Linked DNA regions of Sus scrofa: region 2 is linked to region 1. Evidence: chromatin contacts called from public HiChIP or PLAC-seq data. All regions are on one chromosome and are shown on one strand. The core of a region is the stretch at or near the end of the contact, and the rest is flanking DNA. Distances in the headings are between cores, read along the strand shown.

Region 1 (5,160 bases), core at 1,061-3,560:
GCATCCTCATGAATTCTAGTTAGGTTTGTTAACCGCTGAGCCATGACAGGAACTCCAAGATGCTTTGCTTAAAGGGCCGCCATGTACGCCAGCATCTGCTGGAAGAGCTCCTTAAACCCAAGGTCCCTGATCCGCAGTCCGGACACATTGATCCTGAATTCAAACATGTCCCCTCCCAGATTCTGAGACACCCCAGCTGTGGTCCTTGTCAGACCTACCGACCTGGTCTACCTTTGTTGCAAGCCTGGACATCCATTCACTCAGTACTGTTGGACCAGGAGCGGGCTTGTTCTTGGAAGCCAGGCCTGGATTCCTAGTTGGGTCAGAACCTACGGGTGATGAGCCCTAGGCGCAGCCACCCTCAGAGGAAAGCACCTTCTGTCCAGGGCTCAGGTGTGTCTCAGAGTATTCTGAGCCTCTAGCTGCACATGGGCCCTATGTGTGGACAGGGGACCTCCCATTCAGTGCCCCGAACACTGTGAGCCGAGGTACGTCCTTCAAGATGCCACCTTCCTCACTGGGTGTGTATCCCCCCTTCTTTCTTCCCTAACCCGGTGAAGAGAAGGTGTGAGGAGTTCCCATTGTGGCTCAGTAGGTTAAGAACCGGACATAGGGTCCATGAGGATGCAGGTTCCATCCCTGGCCTCACTCAGTGGTTTAAGGATCCAGCATTGCCCTAAGCTGCAGCATAGGTTGCAGATATGGCTCAGATCTGGTGTTGCTATGGCTGTGGTATAGGCTGGCAGCTGCAGCTCTGATCCAGCCCCTACCCTGGGCACCTCTATGTGCTGTAGATGCGGCCCTAAAAAGACCAAAAAAGGGGGGGGGAGTGAGAGTAGCCTCAGGGTGGTTGCAATCCTGGTCTCTCATTCTCGAAACGGTTGCTATCTTTAAGTCAGGCACTGGGGCTGAGAGCTTTCTGTGTATGTCATCTGCACGGCAGCCCCAAGGAGGGACCGTTGTGATCCTCATTTTACAGACAGGCTCAGACAGTTAGTTGCACAAGGTCACTCAACCTTATCCGTGATATGAGGACAGTGTTCTGATCACAGACAAGTTAAGGAGGATGACAGCAGACCACCGCGGTGACCTGCAGTGGCGTGTCCAGAATCTACAGGAGCAGGGCGAGGGAGGCAGTCTAGTAGAGGGGTGGCTGGGGAACCGAAGGCCTTGTTTGGAAATAACCTTTGACCCCGCAGAGGCGCAGTTCCTACCTGGGCTGTGAGTTAACCCCAGGGTGGCCTTGCAAGTGCTGGTGGCAGGACATCAGATAAACGGCTCCAGTATCAGTTGTGTTGAGGGTCAGGGTGGGTCACCAAGGTGCTGGAAGAGGCTTTCATTCCCCCCTTGCGAGACCCTGGAGGTGCTGCAATGAGCCGGGCAGGCTGTGACCTGGGGCGCCCTTGCCCTGAGCACCAGAGCTCCCTGTTGAGTCACATTTGAGTGGAGAGCCTAGAGCTTCCTGAGAAAAAGCTGACTCGCTTCCTTTCCCTCCACAATGCTCTCAGATTGCTGTGGTCTCAGCAGTTCCAAGGGTCCAGCCAGGGCAGTCAGGCCTCTGTCACAGCATAGCAGTCCAGGTGGCTTGTAAACAAGCAGTGATTTCTCAGTCCTTGAACCTGGGGAATCCGGGATCAGGGTCCTGGGAGATTCAGTGTCTGGTGAGGGTCCGCTTCCTGATCCATTGATGGCTGTCATCTCGCTGGGTCCTCACCTGGCAGAAGGGGTGAAGGTGTTCTTTGGCCTTTTTTTTTTTCCTTTTTAAGGCTGTGCCCACAGCATATAGAGGTTCCCAGGCTAGGGGTTGAATAGGAGCTGTACCTGCCTGCCTACACCACAGTCACAACAATGCTAGATCCTAGCCTTGTCTGAGACCTACACCACAGCTCACAGCAACACGGGATCTTTAACTCACTGAGTGAGGCCAGGGATTGAACCTGCATCCTCATGGATACTAGTCAGGTTCCTAACCTGCTGAGCCACAACAGGAACTCCAGGGATCTTTTTAATAAGGCTACTAATCCCATTCATGAAAGCTCTGTGACCGAAATACTCCCCAAAGTATTTCGGGAGTATTACCGAAATACTTACCTCAAATTACCATCACGTTTCAGGTTAGGTTTCAATGTACGATTTTGGGGTTGGTAGAGACATAAACATTCAGTCAGTGGCATTCGGTCTATAGGACATAGCTTTAGGATCCTGGACCTTTTGGCCCAAGCAGGAACTGAAGGGGGCTGGAGAGAGCCTCATCCAGAGCGAGAAAAACCCCTCTGCACACAGTGAGAAAAGGGGAAGCCTGCCTTCTGGCCTCGTGAGATGCTGGACAGCCTGGCCAGACCACAGGAGGGTTCCACCACGCCCAGGGACAGAAGCGTGGCATGGTGACTGTGAACCCTTTCTGCCTGGATGGCCTGGGCACTTCACTTTCCCAGGTCCTCACAGACGTATCAGTAGCTCCCCACGTGATAGAGTTGATATGCAGCAAAAATCAGAAAGGGGAGTTCCCACTGTGGCACAGAGGGTTAAGGATTCGGCATCGCTGCAGCTGTGGCGTTAAGTCACAGGGATGTGGTTTGGATTTGAACCTTGGCCTGGGAACTTCCATATGCCTCAGGTATTGCTGGGGGTGGAGGAAGCCGAAAGGCCTTCAAGGTATTTAGCACAGGGCTGGTAAAGGGCTCAGCAATCGGAGGCTGTGATGATTCTGTGGGGTAGAGATGCTCCAGCAGTCCCATGCTGTCTCCCTCTTCTGGGACTGTCACACAGGCAGTGACTGCTCTCATCACTGTTCAGGGTGCCCGGACACTGGGACGGACTCCTTTGCCTGCCCCTGCAACCAGCCAGCTCTTGGCTTTGTTGCCAGTGAAGATGGGGAGGTGGCTCTGGACCCTTTGCTGACAGGTGTCCCACACAAGTGAGCTGCCCGGCTTGACTCTCAGACACTGGTGCAACCCTGGAAAGACTCACGTGGTCCTTCTGCTTTCGCCGCTTGCCTCATTTGACCAAAGTTAGGGGATAGCTGTACGTTAAATAAGAGGATATAATTAATGGGCGTGGTCTCAGCCAACCTGCAGAGTATAATTTACAAGATTTTTTTTTTTTTGTATGTGTGTCTTTTTAGAGCTGCACCCCCAGCATTTGGAAGTTCCCAGGCTAGGGGTTACATCGGAGCTCCAGCTGCTGGCCTGCACCACAGCCATAGCAACTCAGGGTCTGAGCCACATCTGCGACCTACACCATACCTCATGCAACACCAGATCTTTACTCCACTGAGCAAGGCCAGGAATCAAACCCGCATCCTCATGGATACTAGTCAAGTCCATTACCAGTGAGCCACAAGGGAAACTCCTAATTTACAAGATTGAAAATAATCTAAATGTGCAAGAGTTAGAACAAAGGTGACTTCGAGGGATCAGTTCTCTCCACTGCATTTCTGAACTCATTTAACCCTCTCAACTCTATGGAGGCTGCACTGTTATTGCCCCCATCTTGTGGATGAAGAAACTGAGGCACAGCTGTCACTTGCCCAAAGTCACAGCACCAATACGTAGACCTGAGATTTGAATGCTTTTGCCCCTGACTGCAGATCCAGTGCTCTCCCCGCACCTGTGTCCCCTTTGCCCTCTGGTTCAGGGACTCGGTCAGTGCTGGGTGATAAGGCTGGGATGGGCTTGGGGTGGCGGGGCCGTGACTAGGACCAGGACCTCCCGAGGCTGAAGGTCCCTCTCTTTTACCCTTCAGAGCCCTCGCCTGCCTCGGCACACTGGAAGCCTCCATCCCTCCCTCCCCACCTCTGCAGCCATGGTCTGGAAGAAGCTGGGCTCTGGCAACTTCTCCAGCTGCCCCAATGGCTCCCGCCAGTGGATATGGGACGTGTTTGGCGAGTGTGCCCAGGATGGCTGGGACGAGGCCAGCGTGGGCCTGGGCTTGATCTCCATCCTCTGCTTGCTGCATCCACCTTCCCGTGAGTAGCATCAGGGTGGTGGGACCCGGGCTGGGTTTCATGGGTGGGGCAAGGGCTCCAGGGGCTGCACTGAGAAGGGGCTGCCTGGCTGGCTTGGGCCTCTCCAGACTCAAGGCCAAGTGTGCTTCCTCCCCCATTCCCACTCACCGACTTCCAGTCCACCCTGGAGAGCCGGGCCCCGGCCCCTGCTCTAGGTCCCACCTCATACTAGGCTATGCTGGCACACAGATAATAATACTAACACCTGCTTCTGCTCACTAAGTGCCCACCGTGTGCCCAGCAGCATTTCTAAGTATGTGGCATGTTTTTACCGTATTTAATCCTCATCACCACCCTGTGAAGTAGGTACAATCATGATCCCTTCTTTATGAGGAAATGGAAACCCAGACAGGTTAAATAACGTGCTCTGAACTGCACAGCAAGTAAGAGAGGAGGCGGAGCAGTGGGAGATCTGGCCGGCACCAAACGCAGCCTCTGTCATGTGAGAGTCTGGTGGAGGCCAAGCAGTGATTACAAAACAGCATGGGAGTTCCCATTGTGGCTCAGCGGTAATGAACCCGACTAATAATCTTGAGGACGACTCGATCCCTGGCCTCGCTCAGTGGGTTAAGGATCCGGTGTTGCCGTGAGCTGCAGTGTAGGTCGCAGATGCAGCTTGGATCCCACGTGGCTGTGGCTGTGGCAGAGGCCAGCAGCTGTGGCTCTGATTCGACCCTTAGCCCGGGAACCTCCATGTGCCACAGGTGCAGCCCTAAAAAGACCAAAAAACCCCAACAAACAGCCTGGCCACTACTGTGATTAGGGAACAAGAACATACTGTGACCTGGACAAGTCCCTTCACGCCTCTGCACCTCCATTCTCTCATCTGTAAAATGGGAGTATTGTTCCCTATGGCATAGGGGTCTCTGAGGATGGCCTTGCACAGAATCCCATGGCTGGGCAGAGGGTTCGAAGGTGCTGGGGTCCGGGGGAGAGCAAGGTGAGGGGAGGTCAAAGCAGTCATCAAGTGCCCCGTTCTGGGAGGGTGCTCCCCACTGTTAGGGAGCTTCATGGTCCTTATCCTGAGGGAGAAAGGTCATGGTTTAATTGAGAGAGAATTCATATACTATAGAATTAGCCCCTTTCAATGTACAAGTCCAAGGTTTTGGTGTATCCAGAGAGGTGTATAAGCATCGCCACCATCAGTTTTAGAA
Region 2 (4,941 bases), core at 870-3,369, 190 kb after region 1:
AAAAAAGCTTTCAGAGGAGTTCCCTGGTGGCACAGTGGTTAAGGATCCAGTGTTGTCACTGTTCTGGCAAGAGTTCAGTCCCTGGAACAGAAACTTCTGCATGCTGCCAGTGCAGACAAAAAAACAAAAAAGAAAAGAAAAGAAAGAAAGCTTTCAGAGAGAGGGAGATTGAGAAAAGAAAAACTAAAACCACACTACATTTATAGATCTGGGAATTAGAATGGCCTTGAACTTCTAAATAATAACAATATGCATTCCCTGGTGCCTCAGTGGGTTAAGGATCCTGCATTGCCACAGCGCGCAGCTCGGGTCACTCCTGTGACACAGATTTGATTCCTGGCCTGGGAACTTCCACATGCCACAAGTGCAGCCCAAAATAAATAAATAAATAACATTAGAAGGTAGAAGGCAGGATTTCTCGTTTTGGATCAGCAGGTTAAGAACCCAACATAGTGTCTGTGAGGACGCAGGTTCGATCCCTGGCCTCACTCAGTGAGTCGGGGATCCGGTGTTGCTGTGAGTGTGGTGTAGGTCACAGGCATGGCTGGGGTCCTGTGTTGCTGTGGCTGTGGTGTAGGCCCCAGATGCAGCTCCGATTCGAACCCTAGCCTGGGAACATCCATATGCCACAGGTGTGGCCCTAAAAAGAAAAAAAAAGAAGACTCTAGAAGGCAGAGGAACAAAGCCTTCAGAACACTGGGTGAAACATATTAACATAGAATTCTACACCTATAATTGCAGATATTGCAAACTCTCAAAAATTTTACCTCTCATGCATTTTTTTCTCAGAAAAGGATTGATGAGGCACTCCACCCAAATGAGAGAAAAACACAAGACAAAGACAAGCATCCAGGAGACAGTGGCTTCGACCCAAAAGGAGAAAGGCGAGGGGAACTCCCAAGATGATGGCAAAAGGGAGACTCAGCTTGACAGTGGTCCAGGCGGGCATAGGAAACCCAGGGGCTTCCAGGGTGGAGGGCCTGAAAAATAGGGAAATGCACACATCATTTACTTTGTGTTACCAGGACTGCCGGTGTAATTTGCAGGGCCCATTACAAAATGAAAAGGAAGAGGCAAGGCTTGAAACTTATTGTTTGAAAATGATTAAGAACTTAAAGGAGTTCCTGTCGTGGCTCAGGGGTTAATGAATCTAACTAGCATCCATGAGGATGCAGGTTCAATCCTCAGCCTTGCTCAGTGGGTTAAGGATCTGGCTTTACCGTGAACTGTGGTGTAGGTCACAGACGCAGATCCTGCGTTGCTGTGGCTGTGGCCTCGGCCGGCAGCTACAACTCTAATTAGACCCCTAGACTGGGAACCTCCATATGCCACAGGGGCAACCCTAAAAAGCAAAAAGGAAAATAAAAAAAAGAACTTCAAGATGGTAAAAGCAGAGCATTAGGAAAAAAACCTTGGGAGTTCCCATTGTGGCTCAGGGGTTAATGAATCTGACTAGGAATCATGAGGTTGTGGGTTTGATCCCTGGCCTTGCTCAGTGGACGAAGGATCTGGAGTTGCCGTGAGCTGTGGTGTAAGTTGCAGATGCAGCTTGGATCTCGCGTTGCTGTGGCTCTGGTATAGGCCGGTGGCTACAGCTCCGATTAGACCCTAGCCTGGGAACATCCATATGCCACAAGTGCGGCCCTAAAAAAGACAAAAATAAGTAAATAAATAAATGTGTAATACATTAAAAAAAAAAAGAAAAGACAATGGGTGGGCTCTTCTGAGAATCGGACCCCATGGACCTTCCCACAAAGTCCCCTCTGCATGTGACCGTGACCATGTGAAAAATTATAGTGATAGTTGTCCCCATCGGCAAGCTAAGAGAAACTAATTCTGGAGTTCCCGTTGTGGCTCAGCAGGTTAAGAACCCAACATAGTGTCCTCGAGGATGTGGGTTCCTTCTCTGGCCTCGCTGTGGGTTAAGGATCCAGCATTGCTGCAGGCAGTGTAGGTCGAAACTGTGGCTCAGATCTGATCCCAGGCCTGGGAACTCCATATGCATTGGGGTGGCCAAAAATAGAAAAATGAAAAGAAAATGCACATGTAAAATCTCTCCTTTCTGTGATGGAAGTTCTGCTTCCCACATGTCTCATAGGGGGAATTCCCCAAATACAGGAAGGATTTCAGATTTGGGCAGCCGGGACGAATGACAAATATCCGCTGTCAAAGCATGGGAAGAATTGGTAATATGTAGATTAAGGCAAAACAAATCAACACAAAATTAAGCAAAATGAAACCAAAATGGGACAAGTGTGAACGCAAACAAAAAGAAAATGAAGCATTTCCAGAAAGGAAACATAATGATAGTATACTATGTGTCTCATCAGGGTTCTATATTTGCATATTCAGAATAACATAAAAACTGAATGTGGGGAGTTCCCCCTGTGATTCAGCGGTAATGAACCCAACTAGTCTCCAGGAGGACTTGGGTTAGATCCCTGGCCTTGCTCAGTGGGTTAAGGATCCAGCGTTGCCATAAGCTGTGGTGTAGGCCAGCAGCTGCAGTCCTGATTTGACCCCTAGCCTGGGAACTTCCATATGCCACTGGTGTGGCCTTAAAAAGAAAAAAAAAATGAATGTGGATTTAATCCCCCAATTTCGTATCTAGCACCTGGTGAAGATGGAAAGGGGAGAATCGGGATACTGGATGATTTAAGAACGCTAAAAAAGGAGTTTCTGTCGTGGCTCAGTGGAAACGAATCTGTCTAGGAACCAGGAGGTTGCAGGTTCAATCCCTGGCCTTGCTCACTGGGTCAAGGATCTGGCGTTGTTGTGAGCTGTGGTGTAGGCTGCAGATGCGGTTCAGATCCTGCATTGCTGTGGCTGTGGTATGGGCCAGCAGTTAGAACTCTGATTCGACCCCTAGCCTGGGAACCTCCATATGCCGCAGGAGCGGCCCTAGAAAAGGTAGAAAGACAAAAAAAAAAAAAAAAAAAAAGAATGCCGAAAATAAAAATGGGAGATTGGGGTTAATAGATGTAGACTATTGCCTTTGGAATGGATTAGCAATGAGGTTCGGCTGTGTAGCCCTGGGAGCTATATCTGGTCACTTTTGATGGAGCCTGATAATGTGAGAAAAAAGAATGTACACATGCATGTGTAACTGGGTCACCATGCTGTACAGTAGTAAATTGACAGAACACTGTAAACCAGCTATAATGGAAAAAAATAAAAATCATTATATATTAAAAACAAAAACAAACAAACAAAAGAATGCTAAAAAAAAATCATCTGCCATAATGGGAAGTTAATGAGAAAGGCCTAAAACTGACACATAAAAAATTAAAAGTAAAACCATATGTAGAAATATGGACATCAATTCCCAAATAAGCTGCTAAAACATGGAAAGTGGTCCTCGGCGAAATAAGACTAGAAAGTGAGGCGAGGTGAGGTATGGGAACTGCATTTTTTTGTTGTTTCTTTTTATTGCAAGATTTTTTTTGTACTTGCTTTGTTCAGGCTATGTTAGGCTCTGCTGCAGTAACAAAGAAGTCCTGAAAAATCTTAGTGGCTTAACACAATAACAGTCCCCCCCCCACCTTACTCATACACATCCAGTGTTGGGAGGTCTTTTTTGGTCTTATTTTCTCCCTGTTGGGATCAAGGTCATTGTGAAAGGAAGAAAAACCTGGAGGGTAAGATGGGATGTTTTGAAGGGCCAGGCCTGAAGATGCCTTATAGGGCTTGTACCCACATTCCACTGCCTAAACCTCAGTCACTTGGGCCCATTTACATTTTTTGGCCCCGCCCACAACATGCAGAAGTTCCCAGGCCAGGGACCAAAACTTGCCACAGTAGTGACCTGAGCCACAGGAGTGACAATGCCAGACCCTTAAACTACTGAGCCACCAGGGAGCTCCCCACTTACATTTTTTAAAATTAATAGACATGGGAGTTCCCGTCGTGGTGCAGTGGTTAACGAATCTGACTAGGAACCATGAGGTTGTGGGTTTGATCCCTGCCCTTGCTCGGTAGGTTAAGGATCCGGCGTTGCCATGAGCTGTGGTGTAGGTTGCAGACGTGGCTCAGATCCCTTGTTGCTGTGGCCCTGGCATAGGCCAGTGGCTACAGCTCCAATTAGACCCCTAGCCTAGGAACCTACATATGCCGCAGGAGCGGCCCTAGGAAAGGCAAAAAGACCAAAAAAAAAAAAAAATTAATACACATGGAAGTTCCCGGGTGGAGCAGTGGGTTAAGGATCTGGCGTTGCTGCAGCTGTGGTGCGGGTCACACCTCTGGCACAGGTTCAATCCCACCAAGGAACTTGCCATGGGTTCAACCAAAAAAAAATTAATAGACTATTATTTAGAGCAGTTTTAAGTTGGCAGAAAAATTGAGCAGAAAATATGGAGAGTTTTCACATATACTCTCTCCCCCTGCCACACACAATGGTTTCCTCTATTTTTAATATCATGCTTTGGTGTGGTACATTTATTATAATTAATGACCTAATATTGATACATTTAACTGAAGTTCATAGTTTAGTCTTTGTGTTAATCAGTTCCCGTCTTGGTGCAGCGGAAACAAATCTGACTAGCAACCATGAATTTGCTGGTTCAATCCCTGGCCTTGCTCAGTGGGTTAAGGATCTGTCATTGCCTTGAGGTGTGGTGTCAGTTGCAGACGTGGCTCGGATCCCACATTGCTGTGGCTGTGGCCGTAGGCCCATGGCTGTAGCTCCAATTAGACCCCCAGCCTGGGAACCTCCATATGCTGTGGGTGTGGCCCTAAAAAGAAAAAAAAAGTGGCATATACATACAATGGAAAATTATTCAGCCATAAAAAGAAAAGAAATCCTCTCATACATTACAACAAGGATAAACCTTGAGGACCTTAGACTGAGAAAAACAGGCCAGAGAAAGACAAATACTATGTGATTCTACTTGGGTGAGGGAGCCAGGATAGCCAAATTCATAGAAACGGAAAGTAGAGTGATAG

What was found. HiChIP or PLAC-seq counts read pairs in DNA pulled down with a chosen protein or histone mark.
Region 2: an H3K27ac HiChIP or PLAC-seq map of alveolar macrophages shows a contact between it and region 1. The contact joins two enhancer-like sites. A contact is called at or near these places in 1 of 47 Hi-C or Micro-C datasets (liver) and 1 of 2 datasets of contacts at active chromatin or transcription factors (alveolar macrophages).

What each region holds. Positions count from the first base shown.
Region 1 is chr6:77,763,566-77,768,725 of Sscrofa11.1, forward strand. It overlaps PQLC2 (PQ loop repeat containing 2), which reads left to right. Exons shown (of 9, transcript NM_001243851.1): 2 at 3,745-3,948; 3 at 3,951-3,967. The coding sequence starts at 3,805. Among named protein-coding and RNA genes, the nearest start is that of PQLC2, 4.3 kb to the left of the region's middle. Within about 2 kb of position 2,311, at least 4 of the 83 cell types and tissues checked have an H3K27ac peak or open chromatin away from gene starts, as enhancers often do. A contact at or near this core is called in alveolar macrophages, where this site is marked.
Region 2 is chr6:77,949,987-77,954,927 of Sscrofa11.1, forward strand. No RefSeq gene overlaps it. Among named protein-coding and RNA genes, the nearest start is that of CAPZB, 40 kb to the left of the region's middle. Within about 2 kb of position 2,120, at least 1 of the 83 cell types and tissues checked has an H3K27ac peak or open chromatin away from gene starts, as enhancers often do. A contact at or near this core is called in alveolar macrophages, where this site is marked.